Linked DNA regions of Pan troglodytes: region 1 is linked to region 2. Evidence: chromatin contacts called from public HiChIP or PLAC-seq data. All regions are on one chromosome and are shown on one strand. Each heading gives the region's core, a stretch centred on a gene start, on an enhancer-like site or on the middle of the called end of the contact. The rest is flanking DNA. Distances are from core to core; before and after follow the strand shown. Region 1 holds the start of APOBEC4 (apolipoprotein B mRNA editing enzyme catalytic polypeptide like 4). Region 2 holds the start of TSEN15 (tRNA splicing endonuclease subunit 15).

Evidence for each region. HiChIP or PLAC-seq counts read pairs in DNA pulled down with a chosen protein or histone mark.
Region 1: an H3K4me3 HiChIP or PLAC-seq map of stem cell-derived excitatory neurons shows a contact between it and region 2, with 9 times the contacts expected there. The contact joins the promoter of APOBEC4 here to the promoter of TSEN15 in region 2. A contact is called at or near these places in 2 of 7 Hi-C or Micro-C datasets (blood and stem cell-derived neural progenitor cells) and 1 of 1 datasets of contacts at active chromatin or transcription factors (stem cell-derived excitatory neurons).

The regions. Positions count from the first base shown.
Region 1 is chr1:65,439,717-65,444,656 of NHGRI_mPanTro3-v2.0_pri, reverse strand. It overlaps APOBEC4 (apolipoprotein B mRNA editing enzyme catalytic polypeptide like 4), which reads right to left and starts at 2,913. Exons shown (of 2, transcript XM_001163612.8): 1 at 2,089-2,913. All of the region lies in intron 1 of RGL1 (ral guanine nucleotide dissociation stimulator like 1), which reads left to right.
Region 2 is chr1:65,042,453-65,046,910 of NHGRI_mPanTro3-v2.0_pri, reverse strand. TSEN15 (tRNA splicing endonuclease subunit 15) reads left to right here and starts at 1,729. Exons shown (of 5, transcript XM_016934015.3): 1 at 1,729-1,863; 2 at 4,313-4,394. The coding sequence starts at 1,729. It overlaps COLGALT2 (collagen beta(1-O)galactosyltransferase 2), which reads right to left and starts at 1,720. Exons shown (of 12, transcript XM_063810626.1): 1 at 1,568-1,720.

The sequences.
Region 1 (4,940 bases), core at 1,664-4,163, 400 kb before region 2:
TTCCTTATTGGTTTGCAAGACATTTTTATGCATCAAGAATATTAAATCTGCCACATTTGTTGCTAATATTTTACCTGGTTTATACAGCCTTTTAATTATGCCAATGTTATTTTAATTGCACCAAATTTTACATTTTTATGTGGTCCAGTCTCTACTCCTATGATTTTTTTTCTTATTGTATTTAGAAATGCCTTCCTCATCAAAGCATAATTAAGTATTCCCCATATTTTCTTCTAGTATTTATGGTTTCATTTTTTACATTTAACTTTGTCAGATAACAAAACTGATAAGGCAGAAAATTTAAATGAGGTAAACTGACCATTGCAACAGAATATATTTTTCACTTTTCAAAATCTCACTTATCGTATCACAAGTATGAATACTTGTGCTAATAAATAAATTATGGCCTCTCATATGGAAGTGCTATGTTCACCTTCTGTCTTCCTCAGCCCAGATCAACTCATTCATTGCTGTATTTGATACAGCTTGATCTCTAGCCTGAAACCTGCAGAGTTCCTATGCTAATCCTATCCTGGGCAGAAAATATGTTAAAAGCTTCAATCCAGCTGTAGGTGGAATGTAGCTTTATTCATGTCACCATTATCTTAGTGGCTAATATCCTGCAGTAACTCTGGCACCACATACCCACCAGATTCTAGATTTCTCCTAGCCTCTGCTATGTCATCTTAATCCATAGGATTGGACATTAGCTTTGTTTTTTCCTTAGTACTATATTTTCCTGATGTAACTGAATTCCTGCCTTGAGGCTTCCTAGACCTTGTCATAGCTTTCCTTCTAGAGAGCTGGATTTAACCCTTGGCAGTGGACGATCTCTTGGAACCTGACGCCATTTCCTGCTTACTCCCGAGCATTGTGTCCTCTCTGGACCTCCTCCTTGCTTAGCCTTCATCAGGCTGGATGGATCTCTCCATCAGAACTTGCCAAAACCAAGCCCAAACTCTCATGCTTTTTAATATTGTGCCCTTGATGTGGTCGACTTATGGGTGGTACACCGGACATCCAGGTTACTGCTCAGATTACAATTTCAACTCACCCATAGACAATTTACAGATTGATTTGGCTAAATGTTATGGAAACAGAACCAAAAGGCACTTTTCTGTCTTTATTACTATTTCTTAAGGTGATGTGTATGTGGAGTTAACTATATATAATGGTCCCATAATTACCCTTTTGGGAAACAAAAGTCTTTGTGTGTTTTTAGATAAAGGTAGCAAAATGGAAACTCCCTATTGCTTTTCTAAGCACGCCTTCCTTTGCACCCCCATCTTCTGTGGCTGTTTTAGCCAGAAATGATACATCATTACTGTCTTTAAGGAGATGGAGAGGACTGTGGCTTTGACACATAGTGGAGGGAGCTCTGTAGTCTCATTCTTGCTGACAACTTTTCAGTGTCAACCAACTATAGTTTCCTATTGGTGAAGTTTTCACTTTTTCAGAGTCTTTCTGGGCTTGTTCTTTGATCACCCTCATCTGAAGAGGAAGCAGGAAAGAACTGTTGCCCTCTTTGAACTCTTAGAGAATTCATGGTTTATTGTATCAATTTGTTATCGACCACAGATTATCTTGTTAACTTTTGGTATCTGTCATTTTATTCTCCCCAACCAGGTGGAAATGTACCCTGTTTAGGCCCAGGACCTACTTTAGCAACCTTGATTGGCTCACAAGCCAGGTTGCTTAAGACTTGTTTCCCCAGCAGCTGGTGTCCCTACTTCCTGCCTAGCCCTTTTCCTTTTGCTTTGTCTGTGCTTGGGAAATACATGTTATACTCTGTAGAGCAGATTTGCTGGCAGTAAGAACAGAGATGTGTAGAGCCCAGCGTGCTGGAGGGCTCTCTGCATCTGGCTGTGAGTGGCCCCTGGACTGGGACCGTGGGAGGACAGCTTTCCATAGTTTAACATAAATGAACCACACCATAAGGACAATCTGCTCTCATTTCACTCAACTAGGATTTAGTGAGTACTGTTAAAGCACAGTTTGCACTGGAGTAATTGGAGAATGGAGTTTGCCCTTCACAATCTGTGCACAATCTGTTAGCAGCTAAAAACAAATGTTAGCAGTTATAATTACCATCAATTTGTCTCCAGGCTTGGATCACATTCCAGGTATTAGAAGAGATGATCCATTTCCTTTTTTTTCTCCTTTAAGTCCCATGCCCTGTTTCAAGTAGCTTCAGAGGGCAATTGTGCTGTAAAGATTCACCTTGTAATGGGTTCAGGACTCTTTCACAGTTTGTGTCTATTCGTTCATTTGAACTTTGCTGTTCCAAGTTAGAAAGCCCTTGCTGAGGTGTGGCTACCTCTAAGAACACTGTTGAATGGGTGCCATGGTAACGTTTGCAAAGTAGCTACTGCTAGGATACAGCTCTGACACTTATTACTTTATTTGCATATCAAGCCACCTGTTCCAAAGATGAAAATATACAGGACTGCATATTCCAGTCTGGGTAAAAGGATAATAGCTGACTGTTGAAGAGAACATGTTGCAGTTTTTCTCCTGCTAGCTGAAGAATCAAGTTCTGAGGGCCTGCTCCTCAGCACCTTCCTCCTGGTCTGGAGTAGGTGCCAGGCCTGGCGGTTCTGTTGCCTGCGTGGGTGCCACGGCTTCTCCTTGGGAGGCTTGCCCTCTGTGAGAGGGAGCAGAGAGTTGACTTCCTCCAAGAGGCCCATAGTCCCTGAAGGGGGTGTTTTTGATTCTGTCTAAACCTAGGCTATGTGTTAGCGGTTTCCCTCCTCTTAGAAATTGCCTGGAAGACTCTTGCTATTGGTATGTATGTGGTTCCCTCCAGTTTAAGACAAGATTTGTTCCAGGATCGGTTGTAGCCCCTTCTCTGTGGCTAACGGAAGAGCCACTTGTCCTTCTCCATTCTTTTCCTTAGTCTCCCTTGACCCCCACATCATCTCCTAGACACAAGGCACATTGATAGTCACAATTCACTGTCAATCACTCTGGATTATTCCCTCATTCCTCTTTCCCAGGCCACCTGAAGGAGTGAGTGGGGATCGCTATTGTGTACATTCCAGTAATAACTATTGGCTGTAAGCAGACATACTCTAAAAATAACTCAGGGATACTGAGCACCCAGAGGGCACCTTCTGTCTTCTCGAAGCTTCGCCACGCCTGTTTCCACTGTCAGACTTCCAGTCTGCACCACAGCACACATCCTTTCTCATCCAGAGTGCTCCTACTAGACGAGATGTTTTTGTCTCCTAAGGGCCTCAGGTGTATTCATGAACTCCTCAGCTGGTTATTTTCAGTTTCATCTTCCTTGGTGCTTGCTCTGGCACATGGTCACTGCTGCATCCTGTCCCTTCCCCACAGTTTGCCATGGGTCATCCCTTTTTTCTCATTGCTTGCATCTTCTAACTGAATGAACTTGTAAATATGGAACTGAAAGTCAATCCTCATAGCTCATCTTTTATTTAATCCTAATAAATGACAATCTATTGCAAACATTACTTAAAAATATTACTTATCAAAAGCTGGGTAAAAGGATAATAGCTGACTGTTGAAGAGAACATGTTGGGGTTTTTCTCCCGCTAGCTGAAGAATCAAGTTCTGAGGGCCTGCTCAGTTCTGTAAGAAAGTATTAGCTGTCTGACAGGTTCCAGTGAGGGGAGGAAAAGACAAAAAATATAGTCCCCAAATCTGCACCAGCATCCCATGTGCACTGTGCACCTTCCATGGTGGATTAGATGCTCAGCAAATGATATACCTATGGAAGGTTAAGCCTAAAGAAACAGGAAAAATGAGCCTTTGTCCACTAGCACATTTATCAATTGCATTTTAGGGTGATTTTAGGGATAGGCAACCCCAATTAGTCATTATTCTTTAAAGGTAGTTGTCTGTTAGATGTAGGAAGACTCCAAGGAATGTTAAGTTGGCAACATTCCATTTAGGTTGCACAGAATGACTTTTAAGACTAAACTTCATCAGGAGGAAACGAAAGGCCTTTACCATGGTTCCTGTTCACAGTGAAATTGACGTGTATTAGAAAGGAGATGCTTGGAAGAAATGTCTAGCTTCCCCAACAGACTCCTTTCTTCTCTTTTCTGTCTTCCTTTGTTAATCTGCCATGTTTCATCTTCATTCAGATGAGTTATGATGTATATTATTTATATAAAGATATTATGAGATTATAATGAAGAAGATTTACAAAGACTAAACTCTCCTGCAATGATCTAAATTTTTAAGAGACATTTACTCAGTTTGGCACTCCAAAAATTATTAATCTATGTTCTGACAACCCAGTTTGGGGTATATCCAAGATGGCTTGTGTGTTGCTAGTTACTGCTTATAAGGCAACTTTCTCTTTGGGTGGCAGGAAGTAAAATATTTATAAGTTATTGCTAAAATGTTAAAGTTTTATTTGAACCTACCGTACCCAAGTAATTATATAATTCATCACTTTAGTAGCAGTTTGGTTGACACTGAACAACAATGCTCAAATTCATGTAGCAGTAACAAACTACGTGATAAAAGGAACTGAATTTAGAAAGCAAGCTTCAAGTAAAGATCAGAAGATTAAGTAGATTTCATGGAGCTCACTAAGGAGTTAGATGGGAAAGATGAGATAAGAAAAGCACTGGAGTTGAGACCAAAAGGAGACAAAAAAGCAGAGGGTGGATCTTCGAGCTCGGGGGTCATAAACAAGATGGCCACAAGGTGGCAGCACAGTCTTAACAGCAGAGAGCTTTCTGTAGGGCCACCCTTAATTTGCTAACACCACAGACTTTCTCTTAGAATTCCTCCATGTTGATATTCCTCATTATCCTAGGGGAAACAGCAGCAAATGTTTAGAATTAAAAATGACTCCTAAAACTTAAGCTGAGGAAAAGTATAAGGTAAAGGCACCATCTTTACTTCCAGAGACTGTTTAGATGCTCTAAAGAAGGCTTCCAACTCTCTGTGGGAAAGGACCA
Region 2 (4,458 bases), core at 480-2,979:
TGTAATTTTTTTTTGGCTGTTAAATTCACCCAGTGAATTTTTTATTTCTAAAATTATAATTTTCAATTTTCAGAATTTCCATTTGGTTTTAAAAATCTTTTTTTCTTTTTCTTTGCTGAGATTTTCTATTTGTCTCCTGAGATTTTCATTCATTGAAAACATGTTTTACTTCATTGAGGATAGTTATAATAGTCACTTTAAAATCCTTATCTGTCAGTTTCAATATCTGATTCATCTCAGGGTTGATCTCTAGAGTATGCGATCCATTTCCTTGAATTTCATATGTCAGATAGTTTTGGATAGTATTCTGGACTTTGTGAGTGTTAAGTGGAGAGTCTGGATTCTATTATTCTTCTCTGATGAGTGTTATTTCCTTTGTATTAGTAGGTAATTTTCCCGGCTAGATTTTAACTGAAAACTCTCTCCCTTTTGGAGACAGCTCTGGTCTCAGTTCAGATCTTTTGTTTTTAACTGAGCTGCTGTGATTCTGTTTTGGGTGGTTCAGGATCTCTCAGAGATGTGGGTTGACAGTTTGGGGATCCACTCTCTGACTCCTTCCTTGGGATTTCTTAATCTCTTCAGAATTCAAAATTTTCTGTCTTCACTTTTCTGCTTCCCCAGATAAGAATAACTGATAAGTTTTATACATGTATCCCTGGTACTGCTGAGCCTGACTTCTGGACTGCACTTTGCCCCAAGCTAAATGCCAAAGAGAGGAGAATTTTCTTGTGGAGTTCTTGATCTTCAAGCAAGCTTGCCCTTCCTACCAGTCTGTTCACATTCCAGTATATTCAGCTTTTTGTATTGTGTCCAAGTGTAGTTCCTGATCTTCAAGCAGGCTTGCCCTTCCTACCAGTCCACTGTTCACATTCCAGTATATTCAGCTTTTTGCATTGTGTCCAAATTGTTTTCTGCTGGGGGATGGTCCACTAGGGTCTTAGTCTATCATGGTTGAAAACAGAAGTTATGTCCTGCCTGGGACTTTGGATTTTGAGTCACCCTTGTCCTGGTCAATGCGATAGCCTCCTAACCAGTCTCTGTTTGTGTCCTTGCTCCCTCCAGTCTATCCTCAACATATCAGTCAGAGTGATCCTATGAAAACGTCCAGGAGCCTCCAATAGCTTCCCATTTCACTCACAGTAAATTAAAAAATACTTAAAATGTGCTACTCTGCCTGTCTGAAACTCCTCATCCTTGGCTTCCAGATCACATGCTTATGCTAGTTTGTATCCTACCTTTCTGAACACTCGTTCAGCAACTCGTGTTTCCTCTAATCCTGAAACGTGGGTCCACCCTGAAAGTATGGTTCTACTTTAAAGTTCTATGTCAGGGCACTGAGTAAGGCCTTTCCCGTCCCCAGCAATCAGAAACCAGGACCCCACTGCTGAAGGCAAAGAGGACGTATGTATCCCCCAACTTTCTCAGAGAGTTACCGGCAGCACTGACTTAAAGAGGATTAAGAGCTTCAGGGCGCAGGCTACTCTTTAATATTTTTCACGTTAGAATTTGCTCAGATTTGAATAAACGCAGAGCGAAACTACAGAGCGTTCGCGCAGGTTCTAGCTACCTTGGTCAGAAGGAGGGGCTGATGCAACTTTCCTCCCAGTTTCTGAGCCCTCTCGCACTGCAGCTGCGAGCCTCGGGGAAGCGGAACCCACAGGCGCGCGCGCCGCTGCTTCTGGCCGGGAGCGGGTCGTGGTGCACCACGGGAGCGCCGCACCGGCCGGCATGGAGGAGCGCGGCGATTCCGAGCCGACCCCGGGCTGCAGCGGCCTGGGTCCGGGCGGTGTTCGCGGCTTTGGCGACGGCGGTGGAGCGCCTTCGTGGGCCCCTGAGGACGCCTGGATGGGCACTCACCCTAAGGTCAGGAGGCGCGAGAGAAGCAGGGCGCCGTCCAGGCCCCTAACCCAGGCAGAACTCCCAGGCAGCTCTCTTTCTTTCTTCCTCAGTGGGAGAGCTGAGGACGCGCGCCACCCTCACCGAGGGGGACCGGTGTGCACAACTGCCAGCCTCAGGCAGCATCGGTTTTGTTTGTTTAAACAAGTTGCACTATCTCAATCCCCCAGCCAAAGCCATTCTGGAACTGAGAGCCAGACAGTAACTCCGCCCCTCTCAGGCCGGAGATCCCTAATAAGCGCTCCACTAGTTTTGCTGTCTAGGTAAATCCCCTTTGGGGGATAAATTTATTTAATCCTCACGGTAACCATGCAAGACAATTTGTGGGCGATGGATAAGATCTAGGGGTCCATAGTGATAAAGATTTAAGCACAGTCACGTTTACACTTAGCCTTGGGCCCAGAATGCATCTTTATTTTGAAAAGATGCAGATTCCTAATATTTCAGATTCTTCGAAAGTTTGAATAGGTTCTTGCTCAAAGCAGAGCTACTCACATTTTGCGTGTATTTTTCAGGCGAGATCAAGATAGTCCTCTGCTTACTTCTGCTTGAGACATTACTGCCTTGTACAAGTACGGTTCCAAGCAGTGAATAGACAGTGAATGGAGATGTGGGTTTTGTAAGAATCTCAAAAACTAGTCTCTACGGTACTTTAACAGAATTGCACTCTTCTGCTAGAGAGCAATAATTCATAATCATCTAAAAACAGCCAAGAAAAAATTTGAAGGTATAAGTTTGAAGAGTTAACCTTTTTCAGCTTCTCTTGCTTAATTTTATCTTCCTACTCTGTCCCCTTCATCCTCCCAAAAGGTGAGAAAAAGAAACAATAGCATGGAAATATTATTTAGTGCCCTTTTAGGGAAACAATAGCATGGAGAGGCAGCATATTGGTTAGGCGCATGAACTCAAAATCAGACTCAGTTTAAATCCTGATTCTGTCACTTATCAACCTTGTGATTTGGGACAAGTTGCTTGATCTTATTATGCCTTAGTTTCCTCACCTGAAAAATGGGGATATTAATAGTCCATACTTACTTATACGGTTGTTACAGGATTAAATTAATGAATATTTGTAAGCCATTCAACATACAGAAAGCACTATATAAGTACTTAATAAGTGAAACACCAGTAACAACTTTTTAAAACTTTATCTAGATTTGGTGGTGTTATTCAGTTTATATACTTGTAGATTGTTTTCTTTTTCAAGTTAATGGCTGTATACACCTTGACCATCAAATCTCCCCTTTTGATTTCTCTTCTTGAAGGATCAAATTAATTTTTAAAAGAAAAAGAACAAGTAATAAAATAATAGGGGGTATTTGTTTTTCCAATTTCACCTTTCTGTTAATTTAAAAATTATGTAGTTTCATCCAGTAAAATGGTACCAGATTTATTATCCCCAAACACACTTTTATTTTATTATTCTCCTGCTTAGAAATCCTCAGTGTTTCCATACTGATAAAATCACATGTTTAGCTTGACCACCAAAGCCTTGTGACCTGGCTCAAAATTATGTTTTGGGTGTTATTTTCAAAACATGTTTGAAGTCGACAACTAATTAACCCCTGTCCTCCTGAACCTGTACAGTTACAGTGAAGCTGATGGGAGAATGTGACTTTAGACCTGTCCCCATGCAGGTCTGCTAATAATTCAACTCAGCATTAGCCCTGCATATCCACCTAGTCGCTGGCATAGCTGGGCAGCCTCAGAATTCTCCTGCAGGTGTAGGCCCCTGAAAAGTATTCCCCTTATGCTGACCAGTAGTCTGAAAGAAGCAGCTTTCTCTAGTTCCTTGTCAATTCCTTTTAAAAAATCTACTCTTAAAGTGAGAAAGAGTGGGTAGAGAGGCCAGGACTGATACTCTAGCAGATTCTCTCCATATACAAATAAGAGGCTAGGGAAATACACAGTACCCACTAACATGTCCCAACACAAGTTTTATTAAAAAGGTTTCTCTATTGCTGGCAGATAGGTTTCTTTACAGGCCCTTGAATGTATGTGGCTTAATCCCACCTTTGTGTAATTACCTGCAGTATTACTCTACTTCTCCACTTACTTAAATCATAATGTTCTTCAGTGCTCAACTTGTATCCCATCCCACCTCTGCTATAAATCTTTCACCAGTCCCTCTGAGTAGAGCTCTTCTGACCTGCTGTGTCATGTTTTTTATTCCATTTACATGGTTTTTAATCACTTACAGTCATATATTGTTATTTGCCTAACAATTTTAAGTGTGCATGTATTTAACAATTGCAAGTTCTTTAGAGACAGAGATAAGATCTTATATTGCCTTTTAACTTCCACTATACCGAGAAGAATTTTATAGATTATATATGCTTGATGACCACTTGATGATTGGAAGAAAATATTAAATAATTTTTTCTTCTCAATTTGACAATTATATTTTAATTTTCAGTATCTAGAAATGATGGAATTAGATATAGGAGATGCCACCCAAGTTTATGTAGCGTTCTTGGTTTACCTGGACCTCATGGAAAGTAAGTTGTTTGTTTATATTGTTTTGTTATTGGGACTGTGGTAGAGATTTGGGGGGTTGGATTG